Regions from separate parts of the Zea mays genome. Here all the other regions are linked to region 1. The links are chromatin contacts, called in public Hi-C maps. All regions are on one chromosome and are shown on one strand. The core of a region is the stretch at or near the end of the contact, and the rest is flanking DNA. Distances in the headings are between cores, read along the strand shown.

Region 1 (3,511 bases), core at 317-2,816:
GTAGCACAGAATTGATGCTAGTTTAATCTTGGTTACTTTCAAATGAACCATGTATACTTTGCACGATAGAGCATCGGCCTTTTAGACTGAGGAATATTGTTTCAAATAAATTCAACTAGTTCACAATTTGACACAGACAACTCAACTCATAAATCTCAACAACCCTAATCCTGTTGAGAGGGAGAAGGGAGCGCGAGAAGAAGATTCATGATTAGCAAAAAAAGAATTATGTGCAGGAAAGTTTTGCCTTAAATTTTGGAGGAACCAAAATTCTTAATAGCAGATGGCAAGTCAATCTCTTAATTACAAAATGAATGTCTGTTGAGAACAGTAATAGAACATTGCAAGACAGAGTGCATTCATGAGAGCTAAGAAACAACTAAGTATCTTCATGCGAGTATCCAAATATAATGAAGTGAAATAATGATGCAGTGAATTAATAACATACTCAAGGTGTGGAGGAAATGGGTAGTCCACACTAAGCTTGGGGGCAATTGGTTCGGCAATCGATGTGTGGTCCTTCTGAGTTTGGGAACTAATACTTGGTACCTGGGACGCCCCATGCCCTAATTGGTCCTGATGCTTCAGGTGAGACTCATTTGCATTTGGACAGTTAGCTCGCTCGACAGTCAACACTTTTCCCAGAAACCTCAACCTGCAAAGCCATCCCTTAGCGAACAAGGCAATGGGGCATTAATCAAGAATACTGAAATAAGAAGACGCGATTAATTTATGCAACTAAGAAAGAGAGTCCAAGCAACAAAAACAGATTGTGTGATTGACGAAGCAAACCTGTTCAAGAGCGAATGTGCGTGATTAGCTGCCGCCTCGTCCCTAAAATCTACAAATGCGCAATTTCTCAACCTGCAATGTACCAACAAAATGGTTTTAGTAACTGAATAAACATAATATACCTCAGCCAGCAGCAGCCAACAGACCAACAAAATGGTTTTATCAACCAAATAACATAGCAGACAATTCGGTATCCATACTTGACCAAATATAAAAGACATATTGAATCTATGACACAATAGGTCATTCCAGCAACACTAAGCAGTTATACTGGATACAAGCACGCGCTACTGTAACTAATTCAACATTTGAAGCACCAATCGAAGCATGATTAAGCAAGCGACAAGATGAGATAAGTACTTTCCACCGGAACAGGGGCGGACGGATGTGGCTCCGTAGTGGGAGAAGAGGCGGGATAGCATCTCTTGCGTGATAGCCTCTGGGAGGTGCCGCACTAGCAGCGTCGCCGCCCCCGCTGGAGCGGGCCCTTGCTGCTGGTCAGAGGCGGATCTATCGATATGGCGAGCCCTCGCGGGCACCATACCTCTCCTCCGGAGAGAACCTCCCGCGGACTACCTCTTTCCCGTGCCTGACAACGCGCGGCTTCTCGGCAGTGGCGGAACCAGCTAGAAATCGAAGCCCGGGCTCTCCAAGGCCCAAGCGGAGGGCAACCAGCCAGCCAGGCACGCGCCGCGGCAGGGGGGCAGAGAGGGAGGGAGGCACTGGGCGTGGGGCGGGAGCCAAGCACACGCGGCGTGCCAGCAGCGCGGACGCGGCGCGGCCAGCAGCAGTGCAGTACAGGGACACGCTGTGTAGGGTTTTCGCTTGGGAGAACACTGAGGCGGACTGGGCCGCTGGGCCACCGAAGCCCGGGACGTGCCTGGGCTGGCCGGGTCTCAGCTCCGTCACTGTTTATCGGGGCTGGGGTTTTCTCGAGAGTGACGGAGGTGGGGAGGTAGACGACGGTGGATGAATCTGCGCAAACCTAGTGGACTCATATCGAAAATAGTTTCCCATGTACACACGATTAATAAAGTTAAAAAATCTAAAAAATTATACATACTATTTCTATTCTATTTTAATTATATACAAAATTAACTTTCAATACGTTATATTTAGTTGTAATAAAAAAGAGAACATGTTTGCCGATTTTCTAATTTAAAATTCAGAAATTTTATCTTTTTTATTACATCTAAAGTATACAGAATTTGAACTTTAAATTTTGTATATAATCGGAGTAAGATAGAAAGATTATGTATGAAGTTTTTTAGAATTTTTAATAAACTTTATTGGTTCATGTACACCTTATGTACATCAAAAACTCATGTGCACTGAATATGTTCTCTACATTCAAAATCATATTTCCTCAGGCAAATCAAATACATCGTCCAAACCCAGATTTTCTCAAGCATATCAAACACATAACAGGTATTGTTAGAACTGCTGCAGCTGCAATCCATAGAGACAAAATATTGTAGAAACAGTAGAAGTCGTTTTGGATTAAAGCCAAGCGAACATCTTGTACATCATTCACTATATCCAGGGCTAGCAATGGATCACAATACAAGTGTTTCTTCATGATTTGTTGATTCCTTAATTAATTTTAGTTAAAAATAAATGGAAATAGATCTCAATCCAAATATTATATGATCTTTAAACTTTATAATGTAAAATTTAGAACTCATTACCACCCTAAGTATATCTTCCTCAAACATAACTGCTTAACAAATACATCATCCAGACATCCATAGATTCAATAAGTCTCAAACATAACAAATAATCCCATCCACATATTCATCCACGCTCAAACACAAAGGAAGAATGATGTAAACAAAATAATACTAGTGCCTTAGTGCAATCTAGACTCATTAAAAACCTTACTAGGTAAAAACTTACACCTCATGAGAAAACATTCAAGATAGCTTTAAGTCCCTTGGTCTCTTTCTCCACCATGTGTTGACTATGCAAATCAGCGAGCTCACAATCTTTTACACAGGACAGGACTTCAAGCATATTAGGAGTTAGTCACCATCGTCAGTCCTCAAGCACCCTGCCAATTAAACTAAAAGTGGACTCTGATGATACAGTGAAAGCAGGCACATTTAGAACATTTTTAGCAAGTATAGATAACACATGATAGGTCAACTAGTGTCGCTGCCACCAGTTTAGAAGATTGAAATCAAAGTCGGATTGGGTGGCGGTATCACTATCATGGTATGAGATAACTCAAATATAGCAGCAACAGTGGATGATACAGATACAGGAGTACCAAGTCTATTAGATAAGAGAGGAATGAAATATTCTCCATAGATGTCATCCCATGCCTCCCTAGCCTTACCTATCCTACCAACACTTATGTTGTTGCACATTCAAGCGCATGCCACCAAATTTTAATTCATATATCTGAAAAATCTTATTTAACATAGAACGAATAGATGTATGATATCTTGATTAGTTAGTTCGAGTTAGTCCATCCAACCTCACAAGAAGTTTATTGACCATCTCATTTTAGTTATACGATCCAATACAAAAAGCAATGCAGTATAGAACAAGTATCTTCCTCCAATGTTTCAAAAACTTTGTTTTCATAGGAACAATATCATCTCTTAGCAGATCATCATTTTCAAAAGCGCTTATATGTCTAGCAATTTTAAGTATATGATGTAGCATTAATGCTGAAGTGGGTAACAAACTCTAGATGATGCAACAGTTGTATCAT
Region 2 (3,511 bases), core at 374-2,873, 190 kb before region 1:
GCGGAGCGAAGTGGTAGCCTATGTTTCCTTTTTCATCGGTTGGTTCTGGTACGTTTTAATCGTCGTATTTCAAACAGCTCTAGTACGTTTTAATTAATCCTTAAACCGTTTGGGAGGAAAAAAAAGGAGGTGGAAAAAACAAGGAGTATATATATAGGGGAGATTTTGCATGACTTGCACGGCAGTTACATGTACTACGAAGATAGGGTCTCTGGCTTGCTGACTTATTCCCGTGCCACACGTACTCCTTTTCCAGCATTTTTTTGAATTCGAGATCACGGCAAGCGAGGCTCGCGATCACACGCTAAAACAAATAGACGTGTATAATGTCGTGGCCCTATTATTCTATCAGTAGAGAATCTTGTCAGGGAGCTGCTCGCCTCGCCTCGCCTGCTCCTAATCCATATGGTAAACCACGCACAAATCTTCTGTTGTTACGCTGAGCTCAGCAATAAACATCTATTCATTCGTACGTAGCCTAGCCTTAAGCAGCCGGGTGGAAGTCAACTTGCGGTTGCGGACAAGGCGGCTTGGGCAGGGAGCGGTTGACGACGTCAAGCCGCCTCCCACCCTCTATCTAACGCCCATATTAATCAGCGCCATGTAAACTTGCATTGGTGACAGGTCACCCCGTCCCTCGCCCGTCCGCTTCTAGAACCGGATCATCACGCTCACGCATGACGACCGTGCTTGCGTTGCACTCCTGGACGTACGTAGTACGCCCTGTCCAAGCCCCCATGACCGATGCGATGCGATGCGACGGACCATGCATCATGTTCGCTTCAGAAACGTGCCGAGCCTGCATGGTCCTATTGGTTTCTAGGGGAAATAAAAAACAATTCTAGCTGAGCTGATGGATGGCGCAGTATATCAATTTTTCATTCACAGTAGGTGTAGTACTACTTGCCATAAAATGACCGTGTGCACTGTGCGGACTTGAATTCTTCTCTCGAAGATGTGTGTCCTTTTTGGATGGATGGATGGACGACCGATGGCCACTACGAACTGAACTGACCACGCCATATCCTACAGTCGATATACTTTTGGATATATATTAAAAAAAAGGAATTGCATCTCTGCAGAAGACAACTTTTATGATTGGATTTCTAATTTATCTGCCCGTGACTTGCTTGTTATATGCATGCATATGGATGATCGATAGCTAGTAGGACAGGACAAATGATGTGCCAATTTTCTTCCTATGGAGAGAGCCTGGTTGGTCAGTTCTGCAGTTCTCTTTTTTTTTCCAGGGAAAAGACAGATATTAGAGTACTCGTTATTAATGAACAGGCTTGTACGATAGCAACAGGATTGGCATGTGAAAAAGGCAGATATTAGAGTACTCTCTGGATTTCTTGTGAATGAAGTTTATGAATGTTTGACGAGAAGAAAGTTCGTGTGTGGAGCATATATCTCTCCAATCCGCGTTGAGTTGTCCATAATTGACCGGCTAAAAAACAGTAGTGGGAAAGGACAGCCCTATGATGAAGATGTGATCAAGGAAAGGATCTCTTGGAATCATGCGCGCGGTGGCTGCAACACTAATTAAAACCAGGTCAAACCGGCTGAAAGAAAACTCGAAGCCTGGACTACTCAACGAATTACAGGGCGCTGAAAAAAAAAGTTAGGCGTACACGTGCTATCAGAAGACAGACCTGCTACAGGGTTACACAGAACCATGGGCCTCGCACCGGTCAACTCCCTCCTGTGAATCCACTGCAGTTGACACGCCACCGGTGAAAGTGAAACACTGGCCAACGTTGGCTGAATCATGGCAAGCACGGTAAACCTTACCTGCCAAGCCCTGCCGGAGCGTCCTACACGGCACGCCAAACTCGCCAGGGATCCATCAAGCGGAGGGCACAGTTAGCGCACGATGCTACGGAGTATTACTTAGGACAAACAAGTCTTGATCCAGCACGGCGGCGCCGCCCACGCACGCCTCAGGAGGGTCCCGTACGCGCGCGACATCTCGCGCCCGGCGGCCGGGTGATGCAGGCAGGTGCCAAGCTCGGCGCGGCTTGGTTGGCCTAGCAGGCAGCACAAGTCACAAGTCAGTCTAGACACCTTGCCAGCACGGAAACTTTTGAAAACCTGGTCGCGAGCCGTGACTAGTGGGCGCCGTCCGTGCGGTCTGCCCTGTTCGGTCGCGTCCGGAAGCATCCGGCCCCCGATTTTTAAATCCTGGCCGTGCTGGTGGCGTTGGAAGTGCCCGTGGGCCCGTCGCTGGGCCGGGTTTGAGTTTGACTTGATCAGAACTCGGGAGCTCCTCTCCTATTTTCAGAGGGCGCGAGCGCCATAATACGGATGATATGATGATGGGTTTGCGTGCGTGGAAGCAATTGGCCAAAGGTCTAACCCGCACGGCGCACATGTGAACGGCACACGCATCCGGTGTGACTCACTGGTTCGGCGCACCTGGGCCCCGCATGTAAGCCAGTGGAAGCTTCGCGAGCCAGTCTTCGCTTAATTACTCGCACATGTCCACCATTACTTGATGATGCACTTCTAGAGTACGGTCGATTTCGTTCGTGATCATTTCATAGTTCCGTTTCCTCTTTTCTTTCTCTCTCTCTATATATCAGAACTGATTGCAAAGGGGGGGGTCAACGTGTCCAATCCAGCGCACCCTTCTCGCTCACCTGAACGTGCCGAGGCGGCGAGGCGTGGAATCCTAACAACTACGTGTGTTGTGTGGTACATGCAAACCAAAACTGTGCATGCCGCGGCGTCAAATAAAGCTAGCTTCTGAATTGGATTGTAGGAGCAAGTGTCGCGCTGGGACCGGACGCTGAAGAATATATACTTAGGGTCTGTTTGGTTGGACTGTGGCTGTGGAAAAAGTTGCTGTGAGCTGTGAGCTGTGGAAAAAGCTGTTGTAGACTGTGAGCTGTTAAAAAGCTAAAAATCGTTTGGTGGAAACCACTAAAAGTCGTTAAAAGTTCTTCGATATATGTTTTCACAGTTCCATCCAAAAGCCACTAAAAGCAGGTCCAGGGATGCTTTCAGTTTTGCACTACGAGAAAGTCGGCTTTTAGAAAAAGCTGCTTCCTGGATCCAGCCCTTTGGTTGGCTTTTGGCTTTTAGGGGGCAAAAGCCAAAGCCAAAAGCCAAACCAAACACACCCTTATATAATCCTCGTCGCTTTCAGACTTGGCTGGCGTGAGAGGCTATAAAAATGGTCGCTAGTTTGAATCTTCTATTCTCTCTGTAGACGCATCATGCCTGATGGAAGCCGACGGATTTGGCTGTGCTCGTAACTAACTAAGCCGCCGCCTGCTGATCGTTCCCTAGGGGCCGAGAAAAAAAAACATCCTAGGGGCCAACCAAACCCTAGCTTCGTGATGGCGGCTATGAGCCACCGAAAAAACAATTTGCTACTACCAAGTACCAACTAGCATCTGCTTCACGGACGGTGAATGGAGGTGCTTACCTGAATCATCCCTATTCTCCAATGATTATGGACATTCACCTACTTGATTTTGGGTGTGGAGAAGCGCGGGTGTGCCCA
Region 3 (3,511 bases), core at 298-2,797, 170 kb before region 1:
TTTGTCCCATGTGGCCTAGCGGCCACGCAGCAAAGAGCACCCGTCTTGACTAATTTTGGCAATCACGTGCAGAGACTATTTGCTTATTATGTTTGAAAAGCTTGATCGGAGCAAAGAGAGATTATACACCAAGTGAAGAAAAGGAATAGTGTCACCTATGCACATAGAAATGTGTCAGTGTTGTCAAAAAAAATAAACAGGAAAAAAATAGCATCTGAAGAAATGTCTCCTTTTCGGGGGTAATGAACATGCTATTGTCTCCAACCAAGAAGGATGAATAACAAGTTGAACAACTCCATTCACAGTTAGGCCACATCAAACCCCATCCAGGATGCAAAAAGAACATATTATGCATCAGGTGAACTATTACTGTGCATACAGGTCCCATATACATCATTCCATAAAGCTTCATTTTTTGGTAATATGCATTGCCACAAGGTTTAGTAATAATCCCCACAACAAATTTGCGCCAATTAAACTCGGGGGCATATTCAAGCAATCCATATCATTTTGTAAATCATGTGGTGATAATGTTTTACAAATAACCCCTTGTTTTGTGTCTCCGTGCAAATACCCCCCTCGGTGTAAATACCCCTCCTTATATTATTTGAAGACACCATAGGATGGACAATCAAAGGTGAAGATTGTTCGGATGCACAAAGTATATGATTGCACAGGAAATGTTCCCATTGATCTCACCAAGTGACATCAACCTAGTTCTAGAGGTGAATAAACGGGAAAGAAATCTATTTCATAATTTTATTCCTTCTTAGGCCATGGTTGAATGCACTAGAATTAATAGTTAGGGCTAGTTTGGGAACCCCATTTTCCCAAGGAAAATTAGTTCATTTTCCCTTAGGAAAATAGGAACCCTTGGGAAAACAGAGTTCCCAAACTAGCCCTTAGATGATAAAATTAGCTGAACTGCTGAAGACATCCAAACAGTGTAGCTAATAGTTCAGATATTAGCTACTTTTAGTAAATTAGCTAATAATTAGCTAACTATTTGTTAGCTTACTAATTCCACTAGTAATTTTTAGCCATAAACTATTAGCTCTATTGCATTCAAACACCCCCTTATTCTATTTGCACCTGAATAATTCCATTCATGTGCAGTCAGTCGGTCACTGATGCCCCTATTCAACAAGAAAATCCCCCGTGCAGACTAAAGAGTTCAGCTCCTAGTCCGGTAAACCACCAAACTAATCCAACTAACTCGCCCAGTAGAGGACATGGGCCTGGCGGGGTGCACATGTATACACCCGATATTATTTGCAAGAACTCGAAGTTAGTAGGTATCGTGTTCGTATATAACTGTGGTCAGATCCGAATACGGAATACAAATAGCTTATACTAGGGTTTCGGATGTTCGGTTGCGCTCAGCAGGATAGGAATAGAAGAGCCGGACATACCTTGTAGGTGCTCGTCGCCGGTGAAGACCTGGCGAAGTTCGGCGGCACTCGCCCAGTCGTCGCCAGGAGGAAAGAAAGGGAGAGGGAGGGGAAAGAAAAAGGAAGAGAGAAAGGTGAACGGAGAAAGGGGAAAAGGAGAGCAGAGTGAAAGCAGCGGAATTAGACGTAGACTATTTATGGCAGACCGCAGCATCGTCTTAACATCTATTATGGGATAACATATATCTGGTGCACGAAGAAACGTGGTGCACATGATACACGTATTAAATTATTACTCCCTCCGTTTCTTTTTATTTATCGCTGGATAGTACAATTTTACACTATCCAGCGACAAATAAAAAGAAACGGGGGGAGTATCATTTAATAATGATGTAGATAAGGATCTAGCAAAATCATAACCCTCCTAACAAAAAAATGTTTTGTGGTTGTATATCTATGTCTAAAATAAAATAGGTAGCTTATAATAAATTAATATTTATTATATACTTAGTATATATATATATATGTTAATTTTATGACTACTGACTATTACATATTATATACGTACACATAATCTATTTATTCTCATTATAACTACAGTAACATATGTGTTGGCCCCCTAAAGAAACATCTTGGCTATGCCCCTATTATTATTCATCTTAGATCTGATATCTTTGATTGCTTATTATATTTTACAAATAACATCTTTCACCACTACACTCCACCACTTCAGATGGTGTTCTTTACAAAATATATAGAGAAATCAGAGACGTTAGATTTAAAATGAGTGATGGTGATTTAATACATACATCATGTGCACCACACTTTCATCTTCACCCAATATATTCTCCTATTATGGTACTAACTATATCTTTTTCTCTAACAACATATTCAACAGTCATCTATAAAAATAACTTATAACTTAAAAATGTGTATATTTTATAGGATTTAGAATACCAACAAAATATTCTGCTCCAATAGTAAAACTAGAGATGTCAATGGGGACCCGATACCCGCCAACCCGTGGGGAATTCCCCTATTAGGGTATGGGTATGGGACAAAATTTATCCCCATGGGTATGGATATGGGACAAAATCTCCACCCATTGGGTAAACGAGTATGGGTTTGGGAAGCAAAAATCCGAACCCGATTACCCATGTGTATTTCATACGTGTACACCTGTCGTATTTGTATGAATGAGTTGAGGTCGAGCCAGCGACCAAGCCCAGCATGGCAGCACACCAGGCCCCAGGTCCTAGCCCAACAAGGCAACTAGCAGACTAGCAAAAAACAAAACCCTAAAATAACCAGCCATATGCTACGCCCTGCCCAGACGATAGCGACGACCATGGATTCTCAGGCGCCAACGAACTCAAATGGTGACCAAGGAAGGTGAGCAAACTCCATTTTTCCAATTCTTCTATCGGTCCCGAAGTGCTTATTTCTTTTCTGATGGATGGATGAATGGATCATGATTCATGGATGAGTGCTTATCGATGTGGTGATGTCTGAAATCTAGATTGTTTGTGCTATCTGTTAGTACCTAGTTATCCCTTAATTGGGGATGGGGACCCATTGGGGACCCGAAACCCGAATGGGGATGGGTATGGGATGAGTCTTGTACCCATGATGGGTATGGGGATGGGTATGGGGATAGATCAAACATGATGGGGATGGGTATGGGATGCTATAACCCGATGGGTAATTCTCCATTGACATCTCTAAGTAAAACGTAAAATCTAGATTATAGGGCAGCCCACTAATAGCATCTATAATAGTTTCTTAAATCAGTGCCCTATCTTAAAATATAGGGCTAAAAATAGCTTCAATAGTGTCTTAATTTACAAATTTTAATAAAAAATATAGAGCATATCATAAAGTGACCCAAATATACTACACCCCACTCTAGTGTTCTATCCTTGTTTTCTACATCATTTCTAATATTTTCTCCTAATAATGTATTTTACTTATTAAAATACATGATTTAGGGCTCAACTCTTGGAGCGCAATTTTTTAGTGCCATAAATATTTCAAATGATATAGTATTTTAATTTATGGGACATATTTTGAGTCACCTCATTGGCGATGCTCTAAGATGTAGTATATTTGAGACACTTGAA

What was found. A called contact is a pair of places that touch in the nucleus more often than the background predicts.
Region 2: a Hi-C map of tassel shows a contact between it and region 1, with 2.2 times the contacts expected there. The contact joins the promoter of LOC103634601 here to the promoter of LOC100193767 in region 1. A contact is called at or near these places in 3 of 25 Hi-C or Micro-C datasets (ear, leaf mesophyll and tassel).
Region 3: a contact with region 1 is called in a Hi-C map of leaf, with 4 times the contacts expected there. The contact joins the promoter of LOC100383259 here to the promoter of LOC100193767 in region 1. A contact is called at or near these places in 5 of 25 Hi-C or Micro-C datasets (bundle sheath, ear, leaf and 1 more).

The regions. Positions count from the first base shown.
Region 1 is chr1:53,403,110-53,406,620 of Zm-B73-REFERENCE-NAM-5.0, forward strand. It overlaps LOC100193767 (U11/U12 small nuclear ribonucleoprotein 65 kDa protein), which reads right to left and starts at 1,567. Exons shown (of 11, transcript NM_001138853.1): 1 at 1,153-1,567; 2 at 793-864; 3 at 449-655. The coding sequence starts at 1,334.
Region 2 is chr1:53,213,580-53,217,090 of Zm-B73-REFERENCE-NAM-5.0, forward strand. LOC103634601 (phospholipid-transporting ATPase 1) reads right to left here and starts at 1,624. Exons shown (of 7, transcript XM_008657008.4): 1 at 1-1,624. It overlaps LOC100501310, which reads right to left. Exons shown (of 3, transcript NM_001196062.1): 3 at 1,495-2,030. The coding sequence ends at 1,880.
Region 3 is chr1:53,233,850-53,237,360 of Zm-B73-REFERENCE-NAM-5.0, forward strand. LOC100383259 reads right to left here and starts at 1,548. Exons shown (of 4, transcript NM_001175920.1): 1 at 1,413-1,548; 2 at 1-155.